Regions from separate parts of the Zea mays genome. Here all the other regions are linked to region 1. The links are chromatin contacts, called in public Hi-C maps. All regions are on one chromosome and are shown on one strand. Each heading gives the region's core, a stretch centred on a gene start, on an enhancer-like site or on the middle of the called end of the contact. The rest is flanking DNA. Distances are from core to core; before and after follow the strand shown. Region 1 holds the start of LOC100193491. Region 2 holds the start of LOC542562 (glycine-rich RNA binding protein). Region 3 has its middle 160 kb from the start of LOC103650294.

Evidence for each region. Hi-C and Micro-C count contacts between places; a contact is called where the count stands out from the background.
Region 2: a Hi-C map of endosperm shows a contact between it and region 1, with 3 times the contacts expected there. The contact joins the promoter of LOC542562 here to the promoter of LOC100193491 in region 1. A contact is called at or near these places in 5 of 25 Hi-C or Micro-C datasets (bundle sheath, ear, endosperm and 2 more).
Region 3: a Hi-C map of bundle sheath shows a contact between it and region 1, with 2.5 times the contacts expected there. The contact joins the enhancer-like site here to the promoter of LOC100193491 in region 1. A contact is called at or near these places in 4 of 25 Hi-C or Micro-C datasets (bundle sheath, ear, endosperm and 1 more).

What each region holds. Positions count from the first base shown.
Region 1 is chr3:108,964,916-108,967,615 of Zm-B73-REFERENCE-NAM-5.0, forward strand. It overlaps LOC100193491, which reads left to right and starts at 1,259. Exons shown (of 9, transcript NM_001138605.2): 1 at 1,259-1,616; 2 at 2,459-2,674. The coding sequence starts at 1,530.
Region 2 is chr3:109,183,300-109,185,999 of Zm-B73-REFERENCE-NAM-5.0, forward strand. It overlaps LOC542562 (glycine-rich RNA binding protein), which reads right to left and starts at 1,325. Exons shown (of 2, transcript NM_001112102.1): 1 at 1,141-1,325; 2 at 463-1,045. The coding sequence starts at 1,254. The coding sequence ends at 722.
Region 3 is chr3:108,712,111-108,714,810 of Zm-B73-REFERENCE-NAM-5.0, forward strand. No RefSeq gene overlaps it. Among protein-coding and RNA genes, the nearest start is that of LOC103650294, 160 kb to the right of the region's middle. Within about 2 kb of position 1,416, at least 19 of the 20 cell types and tissues checked have an H3K27ac peak or open chromatin away from gene starts, as enhancers often do. A contact at or near this core is called in bundle sheath, ear, endosperm and 1 more, where this site is marked.

The DNA of each region.
Region 1 (2,700 bases), core at 9-2,508:
AATCATCTTATCATTGAAAAATTCGTGTGAAGTTTTAAAATTTAAAATTTAAATTTTGTAAACAACATCGGATGTAGAAACTATCAAAATAAAACTTGTAGATCTTGAAAAGTTATGCAACTTTATAGTTGTCACATTTTCAAATTAATTCATTTAGTACCTTAAATAATTAAATTACTCTCGGTTTGTTATAGTACACGAGGAATGAAAACATAATATAGACATAATTGATTTAGTCTTGTAGTGGTAAAGGAGAGTATGCGCGCGAGAGAGGTTGCGAGTTTGAATCTTACCATTACAAAACATGTAAATTTGATTCAAAATAATAATGAAAAATGTAAATTTATTCATATAATTTAAAAAATGTTTTGCTACCGAAAAAAATACTCGACAAAGAACTATTTGCCGAGCATTATTTGCTGAGTGTAACATTTGACAACGTCTTGCCAAGTGTAAAATGAACACTTGGCAACGTCTTGCCGAGTGTAAAATAAGCGGCGAAGAACGTGATTCAAGTAGTATAACAAGAGTAAGCCATGCCCGGCAGCTCCTTTTGCGTCGCCTAATAGGAGAGCTGACGAGTTGCTGTCGGTGACGACCAAACCAATCGCAATGAACTCACGACACAAGAAAGAAACACAACGAGAGTTATATGGCTTGTTATACGCACACGTATGAATATAGTATTGTGGATGTAGGGCCCAGCGCACGCATTATGATTATATGGAGCTTACTGTTATAGCACTACAGTAGTGTTTCCTTATATATGTTAGCTGATGTTCAGAACAACGCACAATGAAACAGAAATGAGACAGGCGCCGCGGATTATAGGGTAGGCACAGGCCAGCCAATCAGTAAGCTAGCTCTCCAGCTCAACATGTTAATCGATCTTTGACCAGGGAAAAGGCACCACCCCATCAGCATCAAATATAGTAAGAGGTTTGTTATATGCCTGAACAGCAAACGTCCGGCGTGCAGAGCGCCTTTCACTGCTGCTCTGAATTTCATCATCCAATGAGCATGAGCCACTACTAGTGTCAATAGGCAAGACGGTGTGCCGTGCCACTAGGCAAGTACGGCTTGGTTCATCCCTGCTGGGCCAATTGGAGCCCATTTATATGGATGGATCCTTGGAATTGTTTGATCCATCGGATTGTTCCTCTGTGGAAGCCCAACTACACTCGAGTGGTACCGTACGCCATTCACCCTTTTACGAGAGGATTGTTCTATTCACGAGAAGGGCCAAGACTAGTAGCATCTTGTATCGTCATCGCCGTGATCCCATGGCACCTCTTCCCTTCGCACTCCGTGCCCGGCCGCCGTCCTGCCCATACGCCCATACGGGTAATGCCATACCCCATCACAACGGTCCGTCTATCCCTTCCCTTGGAAACGTCCACGCATCCTCCGTCTCCGTCCCCATCTCGCGAAGCTAGCGGGAATAACAAGCAACGATACCTACGACGACCTACCCCCCTTTCCCTGCTCTCTCCTTCCAACTCTTGTTTCTGCAACGCCAGGGCGCAACCATGGGTCAGCAGCAGCAAGGGCCGGCGGCCAGGCGGATGGCCACGCTCGCCTCCCACCTGCGCCATCCCTCCGTCTCTCACCCTCAGGTCAGACACCGCGCTCCCCCCTCCCTCTTCCACCTTTCCGGCTCGTTTAGTTCGACGACCTCCGTAACAGGGGACGGCGGCGGTTCGCTTGGATTCGCTTCGCCGCCGCCCGCCCGCCCTCCCGTCTCTCGACTCGAACGCCAGTGAATTCGAGCCCCAAAGGTCAAGGGGATCCTTCGCCGCAGCGCGGGCTCGCCCAAAGCAGGACCTTGGCATCAAAGGAGGCTCCTTTGGTCCTGATGGGATGGGAGCCGTATAACCATATTAACTTCCAGTGCCACCACTGTCTTGGATCGTGGATCGGGTTGTGCATGCCTACCAGTACCAACGGCCGAATTGTTTTGTATGGGGATTGCTGATTCAATTCCTGTTCCTGAATGTATCCACTGCCAAATGTTGACCGGACAGCTACATATATTTACTGCATTGTGCGTGGTGGTAGTATCGCTCTCGCATTTTACTGAACTGCACCTGGAAAGTAGTTTGTGCGCCTAAATGTGCGCAATTCTGTCAAGTACCGGAATCCGATCGAGTCTCTTAGAGTTCTAGGTTTCGTTCCTTACTTTCTGATACTTGAATGACGACACCTACCTTTGTAAACCACATGTGACATGGTTTTAACAGAACGTCACGTGGATCTAGTGACAAACACAAAAGCTTCCTCCTCATCCTTTTTGGAACCTTTTAAATTGGTTGCCAACGACCTGTCTAGGGATTTTAGAATCTTCTCCAAACTAGTCACACTGATGGGTGATGGGTTCCCACCTTATTCAGACTAAAAATGCACTCTGGGCTCTACTTTTCATATCTGCTAAATTTTCTTATGTTGCTTTGTTTTGAAGATGGAAGATGTTCCCCTCTTGAGGGGATCCAATTGCCGTGCAAAAGGTGCGGCGCCAGGCTTCAAAGTCGCGATCTTGGGTGCAGCAGGTGGGATTGGGCAGCCACTTGCGCTATTGATGAAGATGAACCCTCTTGTTTCGGTGCTCCATCTATACGATGTCGTCAACGCACCTGGTGTCACAGCCGACATCAGCCACATGAACACTGGTGCTGTGGTATGCTTAACTTTATCCGAGACGGT
Region 2 (2,700 bases), core at 75-2,574, 220 kb after region 1:
AAAGGGTTTTTTAATGAGGCAGCCATTGCACAGCTCTAATAATATTAAGTTTGTTTTGGTCAAAAAATGTTTGTCTTCTATTTTGTTAGTTTGATCATATTTGATTGTATATTTCTAATTTTAGGCTTTTGTGTATTTTGGGCTCGATTCTATATTCTAGTCTCAATTTTGTATTTCAGGCCCAAATGTGTATTTCGGGCCATTTTTGTATTTCGGGCTTTTACTATTCTCAGGCCGCACAGCCCGAAATTAATACTGGGCCAGCCCGGCCGAAATTAAACGTGCCGGACCTTTTCGACCTTAGGTCGGACGGCCCGAATGTACACTTGTATCCTTGGTTGCCTAGACCACCATTGACTTTGAAGGTGTTTCCTGAATCTTTTAGTGTTCTTTATTGGAGCACTTGTAGTTTGTACAATGTTTAACATTGGCGTGTTCAGGTTTAGGCCCGTCCGAATCAAATGCACAACTGTAGGTATAGCCAGATAAGATAATCGGTGGAGCTCAATGCAGGCTCGGGATTGGACGATTGTAGACATCACTAACAACATCAGAGGAGCGAGCTTGCGGTCAAAAACACAGATGGGCAACAACAACAACGAACACGAAACGAAACATACGGACACGAGACGACCACAGACGAAGATAAACCCCCTCTAGACTAGGGTGAACACGGTAGCAGAAGCGAACAAGATAACTAGGCCTCAGCGGACCCCACCGCTCAGTTCCTCCAGTTCCCGTCGTTGTTGCCGTAGCCGCCGCCGCGGTTTGCACCACCGTATCCCCCACCGCCGCCGTAGCCTCCACGACCACCGCCGTAGCCTCCACCGCCACCGCCGTAGCCGCCTCCATCACGGCGCCCGCCACCGTATCCGCCACCGCCGCCTCCACGGCCGCCGCGGGACTGGGCCTCGTTAACGGTGATGTTGCGGCCGTCGAGCTCCTTGCCGTTCATGCCCTCGATGGCGCTGCGCATCGCGTCCTCCGTGGAGAAGGTGACGAAGCCGAAGCCGCGGGACCTCTGCGTCTCCCGATCCAGGATGATCTGCGGGGGGAGAAAAGGCAGGTCAGACAGATCTGGATGAAACGTGGACGGATCTGGTGCGAGCGCGCCGAACGGACGAATGGAACTGAACGGACCTTCGACTCGAGGACCTCGCCGTAGGTGCTGAAGGCGTTGTTGAGGGAGTGGTCGTCGGTGGCCCAGGCGAGGCCGCCAACGAAGCAACGGTACTCAACGTCCGACGCCGCCATCTCTTCCCTCTCGCCCACGAACCAGAACCTGAACACGAACCGGTGGGGGAGGAGAAGCCAACCCACCTCTGAGAAAGCACGGAGAGGACGATGCCTCCCCCCGCCGCGCCTTTAATAGAGGCTGGGGATCCAGCTGTGGACGGCTTGTTGGGACCCGGAGCAGGTGGCCCCGACTGCGACGAGGCCGATGGGAAGCGTGGGGGTGGGGCCCAGCATGGCTGATCTTTGGCCGCTGCAGCAGCCCGCAAGCCAGGCCATCGAAAATATCTGGCGATGCGAAATGCCGATTCTGCCCTTGGCTGCCAGCATATAGGCCCGCGCCGGCTTGGGCGACGACGTGGGTCCACGCAACACAACGAACGGACGAGATGACGGCACGGAAAGCGATTCCTCGCAACGGCATCATCTTGGCGATGGTGATGCCACTCGAGATGCCAACGGTACTGTGTTTGAATGCATATAAGAGTCCGTTACTAAAATTAGTTGAGACAAGGAAACACTCTAGCTAATAATTTAGTTATTAGCTATTTTTAGTAAATTAGTTAATATTTAGATAATTATTTATTATCTATCTAATTTCACTAATAATTTTTAGACAACTAACTATTAGGTTTATAGTACATTTAGACACTCACATAATTTACTCGCATGCATATAGATAAAAACTCTATAGACCTTATTTAGATATTCTAATATTTAAAGGTGTTTGAATGCACTAGAGCTAATAGTTAGTAGCTAAAATTAGCTAAGACATCCAAACACCCTATCTAATAGTTCAATTATTAATTATTTTTGGTAAATTAGTTAATAGTTAGCTAGCTAATTTCACTAATAATTTTTAGTCAATTAACTATTAGTTCTAGTGCATTCAACCACCCCTTAAAACTAATAGCTAGTTGGCTAAAAATCATTAGTGAAATTAGCTAGCTAATAAATAGCTACCTAACTATTAACTATTTTACTAAAAATAGAAAATAACTGAACTATTAGCTACGGGGTTTGGATGTCTCAACTAATTTTAGCCACTAACTATTAACTCTAGTGTATTCAAACACCTCCTTAATCTAATTTATATATATTGAGATAGGTTAGAGTAAATATTATAGTATCTAAATATAGTTATAGGGTGTCGGTTTCATTGTGAGTCTATATTCTCAAATATAAGTGCATTTTTTATTCTTAATTTGACAATTTTTCTTGTGGATACGAAAAGTTTATATCTGTGTACCCGCTTACCTACATTATATATATATATATATATATAATATGTAATTATGTGCTCACGGTATATCTATAGGTTTGTGGCACCATAGGTAGCTGATACAGGTAACATATTATACTCGTCGTGGGGTAACAAGTGTGGGTTTATTATTAACCTTGAGGGTACGGTTTGTAAACTCTATACCCGTGAGTTTCAACTCGTTGACATCCCTTAGATGCCACCAA
Region 3 (2,700 bases), core at 166-2,665, 250 kb before region 1:
CGGTAGAGGTGTATGGGAATCATGACCCCTTAGCAGATGGGTAACATGACTTGCGGGTAAAGATGTGCAACCTCTGCAGGGTGTAAAACTGGTATACTAGCCGTGCTCACGGTCATGAGCAGCTCGGACCCTCACATGATTAATCTATGGAATTAAAACTCAATTTGTCATTTGCATTTGTATGAGATCATTTGTTAATTTGTTATATTATTTATTATGGTTTGGTATTTACTTATACTTAGTAATTGCTAATAAAATTTTGACCAACTTATAAAAGCAATGCTCAGCTTCAACCTTTATTTTATTGATCAGCCTTACACTTCACATGAACTCCCACCTTTGGTGAGTTCATACACATTATTCCCCACAACTTGTTGAGCGATGAACATGTGTGAGCTCACCTTTGCTGTCTCACACCCCCAAAGGAGAAGTACAGGTGGTTCAAGAGGAGCAGCTTAATGAGTAGTTCGATTCGATCTAGGTGGCATCTCCTAGTTGACTTTCTGGCGCCAAGGATGGATTTTAGATCATGTTATATTTATCTTTTATTTTTGTAAGTCTTCCGCTATGTAATAAGTACTCTGATTATTGTGATATCTATCTTTATGCACACTATTATTATATGTGTTGTTTTCTTTGACGTATGTATGAAATGCACCCGTCTTTGTTCCTTAAAGCCCGGGGTGTGATACTTTCGTGTGATTGCTTGTAAAAGACGAAGGTATATTTGTAATTATTTGGCACATAATCGAGAATGGAGTGAAATAATGTTCAATTAAAATGAGTTTATTGTTTTATCTTCACGTCGTTTGTATTCCATGCTTATTATCCTTTACTCAACCTTTTTTTCGTTTCTCCATTAGCTTCTCCGAAAAGAGTTAATTGAAAAGTGAACTTACATACTAATTTATTTGTGTTGCCTTATTTCTTATATCCATCATGTATAAAAAACGAGTGACCAACATAACACGTCTAAGATACCATAGAGGAAATGAAAGTGTAGGTGGATTTATAGTCTTTTTAATTATTATAAAAAGGTACAGATGCATATGTAGTTCCATAGAAAGTATATCAATGTCCCAACCACGCTTACTCATTATTTTCATGGATACATTCAGTGTTTTTTTTTTGCCTGGAAATATACATTCCGTTTTAGTCTGCTTGAGAAAAAAATGCAGAGTATTGAAAGTGAATTGAACGCCAACCTCTACATCGAATCTAAGAATAAAGTAAAAGTTCCTAGTTCACCTGAAGTCTTTGTGGGTGTGTCAGTGTGTGTGATGAACTGACGATGATGGCTTTATCATTGGTGCTCTGCTGGAGTCCGAAAGGCAGGCAGGCAGACAGATAAGGCCAATCCCCCCGGGTCTTCCGGCGGGCACACCTCCTGCAACTGTACACCCGTTGGGTCTTGGCCTCTTGGGCGGTGGTGGTTTATTGAGCATATGCCTGCCTGTCTCTGCCTTGTATTAAACCACGGCCTCGTTCCGGCAGGAATTCCCGGGCCGGTGAACGCAGTCCCCGGCCGCGACAGCGACGACGACTGCGTTATTATTCTTTACGCAACCACACGCCGGCCGGGATGCCTGAAGCCAATTCCGAAACTTCCTTGCTGCTCATTCCTGTCAGGAACGTGATTCAGGAGGAGTCCAAGAGAATGTTGGGTCTGTCTGCCGTGGAAATAGACGCCAAACAACCTACTCCTCCATTGACTGACATGTGCTTACAAAAATGCCTTTCTGTAGAAGGTGAAGAAGATTTCTTGGCCGGTTATTCAGGCAAAATAACAATCTACTAATCTTACTGTTACACGTGCGACACTGCCACTGGCCGTGGTGACCTTTCCGTCCTCCTGTCACCGCCGGCGCCCGCCGGGCACGGCCAAAGCCTAAGGCGCCGCCATTCGGTCTCAGACCACCTTCACCTCCAGGACCTTCCCGTCGTCGTCCTGGCGCGCGGCGGCCGCGTCCTCCAGCATCTGCACGACGGAGCGCATGGACGGCCGCATCGACGGCGTGCGGCTGGTGCACAGCACGGCGACGCGCAGCACGCGGACTGCCTCCTCCCTGGCCCACCCTTCCACGATGCCCGGGTCCACCAGGGACATCACCTTCTCCCGGCTCTCCAGCCGCCGCGACACCCAGTCCACCAGGTCCCGGCTCTCCACCACCGCCGGCCGCCCCGTCACCAGCTCCAGCAGCACCACGCCGAAGCTGTACACGTCGCTCTTCTCCGTCACCTTGCACGTGTACGCGTACTCCGGCGCCATGTACCCCAGCGTGCCGGCCACGACGCCGGCGGACGAGTGGCCGCCGCCGCCGCCTGCCGAGCTGAGGATCTTGGCGAGCCCGAAGTCGGCGAGCCGGGGCTTGAACGACTCGTCCAGGAGGATGTTGCTGGACTTGACGTCGCGGTGGAGGATGGGGCGGTCGCAGCCGTGGTGGAGGTACTCGAGGCCCCTCGCCGCGCCCACCGCCACGTCGTGCCGCTCCACCCACCCGAGCGCGCCCAGCTTCCGCCCCGCCGCCCCGTGCAGCCGCTCGTACAGGCTGCCGTTGGGGAGGTGCTCGTACACCAGCAGGCTCGCCGCGCCGTCCGCGCTGGTGATGCTGCACAGCAGCTTCACCACGTTCACGTGCCGGATGGCGCTCAGCGTCCCCACCTCCGAGTCGAACTCGCGGCACCGCACCGACGCCGCCG